3 separate regions of the Sus scrofa genome follow, and all the other regions are linked to region 3. A link is a contact called in public Hi-C and HiChIP or PLAC-seq data. All regions are on one chromosome and are shown on one strand. Each heading gives the region's core, a stretch centred on a gene start, on an enhancer-like site or on the middle of the called end of the contact. The rest is flanking DNA. Distances are from core to core; before and after follow the strand shown. Region 1 holds the start of FBXO45 (F-box/SPRY domain-containing protein 1). Region 2 holds the start of RNF168 (E3 ubiquitin-protein ligase RNF168). Region 3 holds the start of CEP19 (centrosomal protein of 19 kDa).

The links. Hi-C and Micro-C count contacts between places; a contact is called where the count stands out from the background. HiChIP or PLAC-seq counts read pairs in DNA pulled down with a chosen protein or histone mark.
Region 1: a contact with region 3 is called in a Hi-C map of liver, with 4 times the contacts expected there. The contact joins the promoter of FBXO45 here to the promoter of CEP19 in region 3. A contact is called at or near these places in 1 of 5 promoter capture datasets (liver), 3 of 47 Hi-C or Micro-C datasets (heart right ventricle, liver and skeletal muscle) and 1 of 2 datasets of contacts at active chromatin or transcription factors (alveolar macrophages).
Region 2: an H3K27ac HiChIP or PLAC-seq map of alveolar macrophages shows a contact between it and region 3. The contact joins the promoter of RNF168 here to the promoter of CEP19 in region 3. A contact is called at or near these places in 1 of 5 promoter capture datasets (liver), 1 of 47 Hi-C or Micro-C datasets (liver) and 1 of 2 datasets of contacts at active chromatin or transcription factors (alveolar macrophages).

Annotation. Positions count from the first base shown.
Region 1 is chr13:133,558,345-133,562,289 of Sscrofa11.1, reverse strand. FBXO45 (F-box/SPRY domain-containing protein 1) reads left to right here and starts at 1,603. Exons shown (of 3, transcript XM_021070155.1): 1 at 1,603-2,041. The coding sequence starts at 1,727. It overlaps WDR53 (WD repeat-containing protein 53), which reads right to left and starts at 1,458. Exons shown (of 3, transcript XM_021070146.1): 1 at 1,260-1,458.
Region 2 is chr13:133,622,675-133,627,132 of Sscrofa11.1, reverse strand. RNF168 (E3 ubiquitin-protein ligase RNF168) reads right to left here and starts at 1,587. Exons shown (of 8, transcript XM_021070157.1): 1 at 1,335-1,587; 2 at 672-1,012. The coding sequence starts at 972.
Region 3 is chr13:133,418,693-133,422,863 of Sscrofa11.1, reverse strand. It overlaps CEP19 (centrosomal protein of 19 kDa), which reads right to left and starts at 2,847. Exons shown (of 3, transcript XM_005670114.3): 1 at 2,158-2,847. PIGX (phosphatidylinositol-glycan biosynthesis class X protein) reads left to right here and starts at 2,675. Exons shown (of 6, transcript XM_005670119.3): 1 at 2,675-2,876. The coding sequence starts at 2,675.

The sequences.
Region 1 (3,945 bases), core at 354-2,853, 140 kb before region 3:
TCTCAGAGGAACTGACTTTACTCATCTCTGAAGAAGTAAAAGAAACTTTGGTGCCTTTCCAGACAAAACTTGGACCGCCTTCTTTGGATGCCCGATAGTTGACAGCTGAAAAATGAATAAATAAAACTCCCTAGCCTGAGATTACACTACTATTTAAATAATATGAAAGACAGTCACTATCACAGTAATAAATATGTCAACTTTTCTTCACATGTTTGAGTTTTCCAAAGTTAGTCTTGATGTGAGGATGCTAGACAGCACCCGAAAAGACTGAAGGGCTGTGGCACTGGCCCTAGTAAGAATAAAAAGAATCTAGATTACTAAGCTTGGGGGGAAGCATCTGGGAGGAAGGAACTGGCAAGTAATAATCAAATACCACCTATCAGAGAGTGGAGATGATAGGTGCTACTGTTTTTATTGGAGAACAAGAAATGGATTACAAACAGCGGGGGAGTTGTTTTTTGGAAAGATTCCTTACTACATAAATGTAAGACAGTGTAACTGTCTACTAAGGGACTCTGTGAACCCTATTATTATAACAATTATCTCAGAGTTTTTTTTGAGAGTTTATTAGGAACTCCCCGGTAAAGGGCCCCAGTAGAGTGCATGATTATTATTTTCTCTTGTCAAGCATCCTTTAAAGGCTGTCAGAAAACGTTCTGGTCACTTAGGAAAACGTAGTATGACCAAACAATGCTGAAATACTTTCCCTCCCAAGAAGCCTTCTAGAATTACAGCCTCCATGTCATTCGCCCTATGGAATGTTTAATTAAAAACACACTGCCTTAATTCACCTACTAATCAGTGGGTTAGTAGGAAAGAATGGAAAAAGTCACATTTTATCCAAAAGAATGTAGCACTTAAACGGCACTTTAAGGTTATCCGAACATTGGCGGGGCGGGGGGAGGGGCGTTCAAAGGTGGCGACCTCATTTTCCGTATATACGCTAGGACACATGTTGTGATAATCACTGGTACTAATACCAAGAGAGAACAAGATAGCTTGACCAGGAAAACACGACCTCAGCTGCCAAAGGTAAAGAAGATCCAACTCAAACCTAAGGTGGCGGACCCATAGGGAATGGCTAATAAGGAGAGGGAAGTTTCGTGCGTTAGGTTGGCCAGTAAGGCAGGGACCCAACTGACTCGGGGGAACCTTACAGGAAAAGGGATCCAGGAAAGCCGACGCGACACCACTAGACCAAAATGATGAAAAGGCACTGGAACATAGCCTTGAACCCACCAGCGCCAGCCTCATACCTGAGCTTCCCGCTTCCCTCCTAGGCGCCTGATGATGACCTCACCGGTGGGCGCCCAATCCCATCCAGCGTCGGGCGGGGGGCGCCTCAGCCAAACAGTCACATCCGGGGCCGAGAGGAATCGCGCGCAAGCTGGGCGTGCGCCCTTGCTTCTTGCCCTCAACCCGCATGGCGGAGCCACCGGCGCGTCGCGGGGAGGCCGGGCGAGTCTGGCTGTTCCGGCGCCCGCGCTGAGCCGCTAGGGAGGGGCGGGGGACGCAAGTGCGGCCGGTGCGTCTGCCCTCAGTGAGGCGGGGCGCGCGGCGGACGCCCCTGGGCAGGGGCGGGAGTGGTGGAGGGGCCGGGCGGTAGGCTGTGAAAGGGGCGGTGAACGAGCTGCTCCGGTCTCAAGGCGAGGCTTGGCCTCCGGAGCAGGGACGGGGGTAAGCAGCGGCGGCGGCGGCGGCCCTCGGGCCAGCTGGTGAGGCGATGGCGGCGCCGGGCCCGGGAGCTGGGGCAGCCTCGGGCGGCGCTGGCTGTAGCGGCGGCGGCGGCGCGGGCGCAGGCTCGGGCTCCGGGGCCCCGGGGGCCGGGGGCCGGCTGCCCAGCCGGGTGCTGGAGTTGGTGTTCTCCTACCTGGAGCTGTCCGAGCTGCGGAGCTGCGCCCTGGTGTGCAAGCACTGGTACCGCTGCCTGCACGGCGATGAGAACAGCGAGGTGTGGCGGAGCCTGTGTGCCCGCAGCCTGGCAGAGGAGGCTCTGCGCACGGACATTCTCTGCAACCTGCCCAGCTACAAGGCCAAGGTGAGGGAGCCCCACGCCACGCCGCTGCCCCCAGTCCCGCTCCTCCGCGCCACTCTCAGAGCTTCTCAGCTAAGCTTCTGAGTCAAAAGCCTCGCTTCACCATCCCGCCTTTCCACCGCTCCAGTCAATATCTTACCTCACCTCCCCCTGCCATAAAGATCCTCTTCTCTTTGGATTGAAGTTCTGCTCCTTAACCCACCTCACTTCCGTGATACACTTTTTAAAGGACCAGATGGTTTCCCAGCCCTGCTTTCCGTCACTCATTCTACTTTCCACAGTCTTTCCCCTTAAAAACAGATCACCCCATTGTTGTAGCTTTCAATACTCTCATCCTATTTTTCTCTCTGCCCTTTATTAGATTACCTCAGCTGCCTTAACCTTGGCTTGGTTTCTGAGATCTTTGCTTTCACCTCACCTTTTCCAAGCTCTGACTTATAACCTTTTCTTTATTTTCGCCCGAGTATTCCAATTCCCTCCACTTTTTTACAGGCTTATAAATGAGTATGACCCACGGCATTCTGCTAACTTTCAAGATCAAGACTAATAGAACATCCTCCCATCAGCTGTACTTAACCGTCATAATACTGCCATGTCCTACTATTATTGGCTACTTCCTTGCCAACTTTTTTATAGTTCCACCTTGATAGAGTGTCTCTTAAGTTCTGTTTGTCATCTAACATACTGCTTCCATATATGCTGCCTTTTTTTCCCTGCCAGATTCTTGTTTGTTGTCTTGCCTTCATTTGCAAATAAACATGTCAGATAGCAGACCATGGTAGCACTGAGAGGATTCTTCAAGCAATATGAACGAAAGGCCTTAAACTTGGGTTCAGTTGAATGGAAACAGCTGTACAGAGTAATAGTCACCAAAAGCATATGTGAGAGAGGATAAAGTCTAGAATGTGGTAAACATAAAAATAACATTAACAACTAAGAAGGGATGACATCCCCTTTTAATGCTAGACTGCCAGCGGGGCCAGAGTAAGGAGTAAATTGTTTTTTTCCATGTCAGATGGATGTAAAATTTATTCTTCTGTAATAAAACAGGATTTAGCTTAATAAGAAATATTTCTGTTAAATATGTCACCTGTCAGTTGCTTTTCTAGTAAGTGAAGTAACATGTTTATTTATGAGGACAGTATTTATACGTGATAGATGCTCAGTGGATACTGGTTATAATTCGTATGGTAGAGTGCAGAAGATTACAGTTCTGTCCTACTGTACTCGATTAACATGTGGGTTTCGTAAGTTTTATTTAACTTTTATTTTTCCATAAAGTTTATTGTTTTATTTTAAATTATTTGCAGTAGATATGGTCACATGATTCAAGATTCATATAATGAGTTGTAATAGATGATGTGTTCATGCGAGTCAACCAAAAGAAGCAAGGCGATGTAAAGCAAAATATTTTCCTTTTGTCCTTCTACCCCCACCACTCAGGTTGAAGGCAACCTATGCTACCTATTTCTTTTGTATCCTTTCAGAGATATTTTAGGTTTCTTAAGTTTTTCATACTTTGTATGCCTTTGTACTACCTGCACTCTAGGTTTTATAGACTTGTACTTATCACATGTACATTCAGATGTTGCAGGACATCTCCTGAGTATCTTGAAGATAAAAGATTAATTCAGAAGGAGTCAGATAGCCTAGTAGGGAGGTATTCAGTCTAGTAGAGGAGAAAAAAATATATAGAAATGACTAGTGGTTATTAGTTAGAAATGGTAGAAGTTGTTTCTGTTAGATATGTATATATATGTACACACAGTACAAGTTTAGTGAAAGAGATTTACAAGTTGATGGAGAATTGTAGAATGTTTGAAATTGAGATTGTATTTGAGCTGAATTTTTAAGATGGGGAGAATGTGAATATTTTACTAGGAGGAAATACCTTGAACAAAAGCAGG
Region 2 (4,458 bases), core at 338-2,837, 210 kb before region 3:
CAAAAAAAGCAAGTACACCAGAGCATCCACATCACATTTAAGCCTGGAGAAGAAACACTGCAGGGCTTAATGACCACATAAGTGGTCAAGCCGCTAAAGTCTGGGGGCAAAATGAAGAGTTGTTAAGTCCACACTGTGGAGGGCTTTGAATAAAAATGACTGAACTAGAGGAAACTGGCCACAGAAAGCTATTTTAGGCTTGTTGAAAGCTTAAGAACTAAATGAATGGAGATGTATAGGCAAGAAAGTTAGAGAAAAGTAACTGAAAATAAAAAAAATATTAACACAGGAATCCAGCAGTTTCCTTACTTCTGCTGCTGCCATACTGACTGTTGCTCATCTGTGACTATTTATATAACTTTCGACACAATTTAAGACCCTAGTAGGTAATTCTTTTGTTTCTTTTTTTTTTTTTTGGTTTTCTTTTCATTTTTAACCCAACAAACACCGACCAAACTAAGCCTATGCCTTAAAACAATGAACCAAATCTTGCCATTGTGACCTTAACCAACATTTTAGGGCCCATTAAACTCAAAGATGTGAAAAATTTGGACAAATACTAACCCAGATTTTCTTTTTTTATCCTTGAAAAAAAAAAAAAAGACTAGTGATGATTCGCTTTTTAAAAGATTTTGGTTTTTAGACAATGAACAAGCTGGATTTTTACTCACCAATTTCCTCTGATTCTTGCCCAGAGGCTCTAAGCTTGCATTCTTTTGGATAGTGTTTCTGAATTATCTTCCACAGTTCCATGTTGACAAGAGAATTTGTTCGGGTGCGGTGTCGAGTCCACGAAGAGACTCGGCGGCGACAGAAGGGGCAGCACAAATTTGCTTTTTCGACAGTCGACTGGAAGCATGGTTTACACAGCGTGTGGTTACAAGGGAGTGTCACAGGCTCAAATAGAATTTCCACACAGATCTGGCACTGGCATTCCGACAATGAAGGGATGGCGTCCTTGGGTACAGCCATTTTAATATGCTAAAAAGGCATATTCAATCAACATCAACACCTGAAAGAGAAAGAATCCTCATCTACAGCCCAAGTTCGGAGAAAGCGAATTAAGTTTTGTGTTTAAATTTTATGCCCAGTAGCCTACCAGAATTCAGAGACTGGGAACATCAAATGTCTTTAAAGCAAAAAAGTGTTCTGAGGGTCAGGTAAACAGTACGACCGTGGAAGGAAGTGTGTTTGTCCATGTTAAGACAAACGTCCGAAATGAAAACAAATGAACCTTGACTGCTCCCAGCATTAACAGCCGTTGCGGCAGGGCGGATGGTGGGCTCTCTGGCCCCCGCAGGAGGCACGCGCCAAGTTCCCCTCCTTTCTCTTACCAGGTGAGGATGCTCCCGTAGCTCCCGGAAGCCAAGCCGCAGACCGCAGAGGCGCGCAGCTACGCAGCCACCGCTAGAGGAAGAACGCTTCTTCCGCCCGGACGAGGAGCTCCGAAGGAGTAGGACTTCCGTTTTACCATTGTCGGGGGCCGCGCGCGAGCCCTTCCGGGCGCTCTGAGCCCGCCCCTCCCTCTCTTCCATCTACCCAAAAGCCTAACCTTGGCGCGGTGCTGTAGCAACCCGACAAGGGCTAGTGACGTCACGACTGCCCGCCAAAACAGCCCCTCCCACCTAGAGAACCAACCAAAGGTAGAGAGGGCTAACATTGGGGCGGGACTTCCGAGTCTGCGCGCGCTGCCCGACCCGAGCCCCGCGCCCCGCCCCCCCAGAGCTGGTCTTCTCGGTGTGTTGCAGTCCTTTCTTCGCAGACCCTGCGTCGTCACATTGACTGCACTTTAGTATTTCCCTCTTGATTTCTGCTCCCAGAGGCTGCAGAAATCAGGGTATGTCGCAAGGTTGGTCTCTTGTCAGAAAAAGTGAAACTTAAAGGCAAATTAAAAGCCGATGGAGTTCCCGCTGTGGCGCAGTGCTTTAAGGGTCCGGTTTGCCGCGGAGGCTAGTTTGATCCTTGGCCCTGTGCAGTGGGTTGGGGATCCCAGATTGCTGAAGCTGCTGCATAGTTCTTACCTGTGGCTTGGATTCGATCCGTGGTCCTGTCACTCTTCTGTGCAGTGGGTGCGCCCCCCCCAAAAAAGCTTGACAATAATTTTTAAATTCTTCCCTTAGTACTCCTCAAACTACCCTTGTTTCTTTTCATTTGTAAGGAAGCCTCTTAGGTCGCTTTCCAGAGTTCTTGTAAAAGCATCTCTAGGATGATTTCTGAGAAAGGCTGTGGTCAAAGAATCTGCAAACTTGCTACAATTTAACAGGTACTTGGGAAACAAACTGTAGGACTGGCAGGATCCTGGGGCTTAGCCAACATGTGCATCAATTATAAGGCACTGCTTTATTGTTTAATTTCAGTCTAGACCAATCAAAATTACAAAAGAAGTCAAAAGGAAAATATTTTAACTTTATGCATTTTGAAATGTTTTCCCACTTGGTTTTGTTAAGGCAGCTGCTCAACAGCCCTGCGCTGCAGCGTATCAGCTCTAGCGACAGCCCTGTGGCTGCAGTGTTTCAGCTCTTTTACCCAGGGAGAAACCAAGTGAGCACTGGGAAAGTTGGAGAATTCACGTTTATTATGCCGGCAGGCTCAGAGGAGATTGCTCTCCAGAGTCTGAGCCCGGAAGAAGTCTTTCACAAAGTTTTTATGGGCTACCTCTTCTGAGCTCCTGCTTGGCGGACCAGAGTGAGGTCAGGCAAGGTAGTAGATGCGGAAGCAAGCTTACTGCAGCAGATGCGTGAGGGAGGGGTGGTTAGGGGCAGGTGGCTGGACTTTGCTTAGTCATCATGACGGGGGGGGGGGGGGTGTCTCTCCTTTCTACCTTTTTTTTTTGTCTTTTTGCTATTTCTTGGGCCGCTCCCGCGGCACATGGAGGCTCCCAGGCCAGGGGTCGAATCGGAGCCGCAGCCACTGGCCTACGCCAGAGCCACAGCAACGCGGGATCCAAGCCTCCTCTGTGACCTACACCACAGCTCATGGCAACGCCGAATCCCCAACCCACTGGGCAAGGCCAGGGACCGAACCCGCAACCTCATGGTTCCTAGTCGGATTCGTTAACCACTGTGCCACAAGGGGAACTCCTCCTTTCTACCTTTTTATAGGGATATTTTCTCCTACAGTTAGAGACAGAGGCTGTGGAGGAAGAGAAAAGAAAGTCACTGCCTGAAAAGTCTTTAAGGTCTTTGGGGTTTGCTAAGGTTATTCAGGCTGGGAAGGTAAGTGTTTTCCAGATGAAGCCAAAACTAGGAGGTGTGGGTCTTTTGTAAAGTGTTTTGGGAGCTTTTGTTTTGTTTTTAATGTGTTTCATAAAGCTAGTTATCATCCAGTTGTCCATGGTATCAATCCTTAGCCTGGGATTCCAGGCTCCCTAGTATGGAGCCAACATGCCTTTCCCTTGGAATCTCCCATTATTCTTTCAAACATTCAGTTGTGATTCATTTACTGTCTTGTGCAAATCTTGTGCTTTCAGGCCATTGCTTGAAATCTCAATTTATCCTAAATAAGTTGCTTTGTGATTTTGCCTACCTCAAGGATCAGTTCAGTGTACTTCCTCCAGAAGGTATTTCTCCATCACACAATAATATCCCTCTTCTGAATTCAATCATATATTGCCTAGTGATTGTGTTTTTTATTATAATCTTATTGTCTAACACTTGCATTTAGATTTCTATTTTTCTTGTACCTGTGTCTTGTTTAATAGGTACATTTCATCCATTGCTCAGATTTCCCTGGTCTTATTTACTTTCTGGACCCACAGTACCTTCTTCTGACTGGGACTAACCAGTTGCATTTCTGGAATCTCTAGCTCCTCCTTCCATTTCTGGACTACTGTGATACATGGCACTGAACAGTGCAGGCACTGGCTTCCCAGTGGCTGCTATGAGGGCTCGGATGATGCATCCTGAAAGTGTTGGGGGTGGGGTGTCACTCCCCAAAGAGCAAATTTTGGCCAGTTGGAAACAGTAGAGTGAGCACAGTAGAGAATTCTCTTTCCTTTCTATTGAAAATAAGCCCCCTCACACACACACCCTAAAGTTCCCTGTGACTAACCTCTCAATCCAAAACTGTGCTTCATTTCTTATCCCAACAGGACTGAGGAGTATCAAAGCAAAGGAGGGGTTGAAACCAAGAAGGACCCTCCAGGCCCCTCCCAGGAACAAAAGCTCCATTTTGTCCCATTTCTCAGTTGTAGGGAAAAAAAGGCTTTTGTTTCCTAGGTCTTCCCTGAGTTCCAAGAGCAGACCAAAGCAGTTACTAGTGAGGGACATGAGAGAATGCAAAAACAAAGGGAAAGCAGTCAAAAAGTAGTGATGGTTTAAATAGTACTCAATGACCAAGCAGTCCTAGCTCCTCCGCATGTAATATACATAATAATCTGAAACTAAGCACCACTCCCCCCCACCCCGTGAAGAATGGGGATTACATGCTGATCACAAGAACCTATGCAGGTTAGAACCA
Region 3 (4,171 bases), core at 1,598-4,097:
ATAGTTGTGCGTGTGTGTGTATTTAGCTACAATATGTTTTTTATATTATACCTATTTCCTGCCATTTAAATTTAACAGCTTATGTAATTTTGTCATTAAATGTCTTTCTAAAATGCAAATTTTTATGACTGCAGATGTTTTGTCCTATGGATATACCATAATCTCTATCATTCACCCCTTACTATTGGTCATGAGAATTTTTACTCTTAGGGTCAGAAAGAGGAAGACAAATACCATATGATATCACTTATATCCGGAATCTAATATATGGCACAAATGAACCTTTCCACAGAAAAGAAATTCATGGACTTGGAGAACAGACTTGTGGTTGCTGAGGGGGAAGGGGAGGGGGAAGGAGTGGGATGGACTGGGAATCTGGGATTCATAGATGCAAACTATTGCCTTTGGAATGGATCAGCAATGAGATCCTGCTGTATAGCACTGGGAATTATATCTAGTCACTTATGATGGAGCTTGATGGAGGATAATGTGAGAAAAAGAATGTGTATATGTAGGTGTGACTGCATCACTTTGTTGTATAGTTCCCATCATGGCACAGCGGAAACAAATCCGACTAGAATCATGAGGTTTTGGGTTCGGTCCCTGCCCTTGCTCAGTGGGTTAACGATCCAGCGTTGCAGTGAGCTCTGGTGTAGGTTGCAGACACGGCTTGGATCCAGAGTTGCTGTGGTTGTGGCATAGGCCAGCGGCTACAGCTCGGATTAGACCCCTAGCCTTGGAACCTCCATATGCTGTCTCGGCCCTAGAAAGGACAAAAAGAAAAAAAAAAAAAAAGAAAGAAATAAAATTGACAGAACACTATAAACCAGCTATAATGGAAAAAATAAAAAATCATTTAAAAAAAAGAATTTTCACTCTTAGGAAATGGATCATATATAAAAAACTGCTTTTTCAAATTATTGAGCTCTGCCTCTGATCTGACACAATGATCCCACTCCATCCCTTCTTTCTTCTTCTTCTTCTTTTTTTTTTTGTCTTTTGTCTTTTTAGGGCATCCACAGCACAATGGAGGTTTCCAGGCTAGGGGGTCTAATCGGAGCTGTTGCTGCCAGCCTACACCATAGCCACAGCAACCCCAGATTCGAGCCACGTCTGCAACCTACACCACAGTTCACCGCAATGCTGGATCCTTAACCCACTGAGCGAGGCCAGGGATCAAACCCACAACCTCATGGTTCCTAGTCGGATTCGTTTCCACTGTGCCACGATGGGAACTCCTCTTCTTCTTTTAAACAAATACTACTCCCAGTTCACCTCACTAAAATCTGTTCTGTTAGTAAATTTTCTGGGAGATCCTACTGAGCACAATATAAATTCCACACACTCAAGCAAGTAGCTATGTTAATAAATGATGGGAGTTCCTGTTGTAGCACAGCAGAAACAAATCTGACTAGTATCCATGAGGATGTTGTTCAATCCATGGCCTTATTCAGTGGGTTGAGGGTATGGTGTTGCCCTGAGCTATGCTGAAGTTCGCAGATCCTGAGTTGCTGTGGCTGTGGAGTAGGCCAGCAGCTGTAGCTCCGACTGGACCCCTACCCTGGGAACCTCCATATGCCGAGGGTGCAGCCCTAAAAGGACAAAAAAAAAAAAAAAAAGATGTATTCACATGATATTCAGTAATGTAGTTTTTTGACTATACTCTTTTCTTTTTACAATTAAACTTTTATTTTTACTAAGTAATGTTAGTATTCTGTTTAAACGTAATATAATTCCATAAGGCGTATAATAAAAAACTGTGGTCCTCTGCCCTTCCCCTCTCCAATAGGAAAATAGTTTCAATTCTTTTAAGCGTTTCTTCCAAAATTTATCTCCATATTTCTTAACAGCATGCTTACACTGCTATTTTCAGTTGTAGGTAATATCTTCTGACATCTTTTCCCTCTTTAAGACATCTGTCCTAGAGCTCTCTGTTCTGCTCCAATCTGCATTGGATACTCTCTACTTTGCTTATAGATTTAATCCATAAGACAAAGGACATATTTACTCAGCTCTTCTTCCTGGACATTAATCCCTTTCTCCAGGGATCAATGACGGGCAAAATCTTAACTTAAAAGTGTACGGGTTTTGCCATCAGGTAGACGACCCTCTTTCTACCCACGTCCCCATTAGGGCAAGGCTGATGTTCTTACCTACCCATAGAGACGTAGAGAAAGTGCGTCTTCTGCAGGCCAACGTCTAAAACCTCCGCAAGCAGGTTGTTTTCCCCAACCGCATTGCACAGAAGAGTTCTAAATTTAATTTTGAGGGCCGGGCAGAGCCTGGCGCTGCAGAAAGGCGACAGCCATAGCTCCAAAGACGTGACTGTAGGGTGAAATCCTCAGCAGGAGGACCGCATCCGCAAACACTTGCAAGTGGAGAAAGACGCAGAGAGCTCGGCTAGCCGACTAGCTGAACAACGTGCGGGAACCCGGGTCGGGCTGAGACCACCAAGAGATTCCCAAAGCAACAGCCCGGGCGCATGTCACGGCGCTTGCGCTGTTCCTCGCCCCGCCCCCAACCAGCAGGGCGAGGGCGTGGACGGCGAGGGGGCGGGGCCATTGCCTGCCGCGAGGCCGGAACTTTCGCGGGCCTAGGCTCCCGGGAGCCGAGCAAGAGCGGGACAGCAGGCGTGCGCGGAGGGAGTCTTCCGTTCAGGTCGCTAACTCTGTGACAGCGCGCTCTAGGAGCGGAGCAAGGCTTGTGTAGGTTCTCACGACCGCATTTGGTCCCCGAGCATTCTTCCCAGGTGCGCGTTTCCGGCGTCCTGGCTACCGCGGCTGTAGCCGGCCGGGCCGTGGCCTGGCTCTTCCTCTGGGAGGTGGCTGGGCTCACCTCTGCAGACCCAGTCTTCAGCACGGCCCCCACCGACGCTGGTAAATGGAGGGGCGGGGCTTCGGGGTGGGGGGCGGGATTTAGGGCTGAGCGGGTAGGGAGCAGGCTGAGATCCGGTGTCCTCTCCTTTCCACGGTTGCAGAGGTATTTCACTTTCCCCTGGCTCGCGACACTAGAACTGTAGGTTGAGCTGCACAAAGTTAAAAACAAAGGTCACAAGCAGCTGCAGCGTAGGTGGCAACTATGGCTCGGATCTGATCCCTGGCGGGGCGGCCAAAAAAAAAAAAAGCGAAAGAGGCCGAAATCCTCTTGCCTATCCGCTGCCCCGATTGCGTGGCTTCTGGTTCTCTAGAGAGTCAGGCTTTGGCGTTCTGAAACGGGACTGGCCTCACTATTACTAAAACATTGTACAGGTAGTACCGTCGTGAAGCGTCTTAATGCTCTTGGGATGCATGAAGCTTCTGACCACCAGGGGACCAGCAAGGGCCTCAGTGTGAGAATCCCAATCTAGAATTATAGAGGTTCGCGAGGCGTGGAAAGGGGAGGACAACTAGCTTCGTTTTAAAAACATTTTACTGATAGACCGTATTGGGCTGGGGTGTCTTTCTGATTCAGGGCTGGGTTAAGCGAGTTGATACCCTTCTTTGGGCCCAAGTCCGTGGGCAGGAGCTCTGTGCTAGGTGCTGTGTATCCAGCCCTTGCGGAGCTTGCAGTGTAGTAGGGAAAATGGATATGTGCAGTAGTAATTACAATAAAGGGATGACGTTTGATAGAGAAAGTCAGTAAAAACCAGGTGAGTTCTCCATCAGTAAAAGGAAAGTGTTAGATTAGTACCTGTCAGTCAGTGCAGTTCTGCTCTTTTGTTTGTTTGTTTGTTTGTCTTTTTAGGACTGCACTGGCAGCATATGGAAGTTCCCAGGCTAGGGTCGAACCTGAGCTGCAGCCGCTGGCCTACACTGCAGCCACAGCAACGTGGGATCCTACCTGCGTCTGGAACCTACACCACAGCTCATGGCAACACCGGATCCTTAACCCACTGAGCTCGGCCAGGGACCAAACCCAAATCCTCATTGGTACTAGTCAGGTTCCTTAACCCCTGAGCCACGATGGGAACTCCCCAGTTCTACTTTTTTGTGTTTCCATATTAAGTCCCAAATTTATTTGAAGAGAGGATTATTAGGCCCAAAAGAATTTTTAAACACTCGACTTACTGATATCTAAAAGGCTCTTCCAACAATGGCATTTTGTGATTAAAAATGGGTCATTTTGGGGAGTTCTGGTCGTGGCGCAGTGCAGATGAATCCGACTAGGAACAGTGAGGTTTCCGGTTTGATCC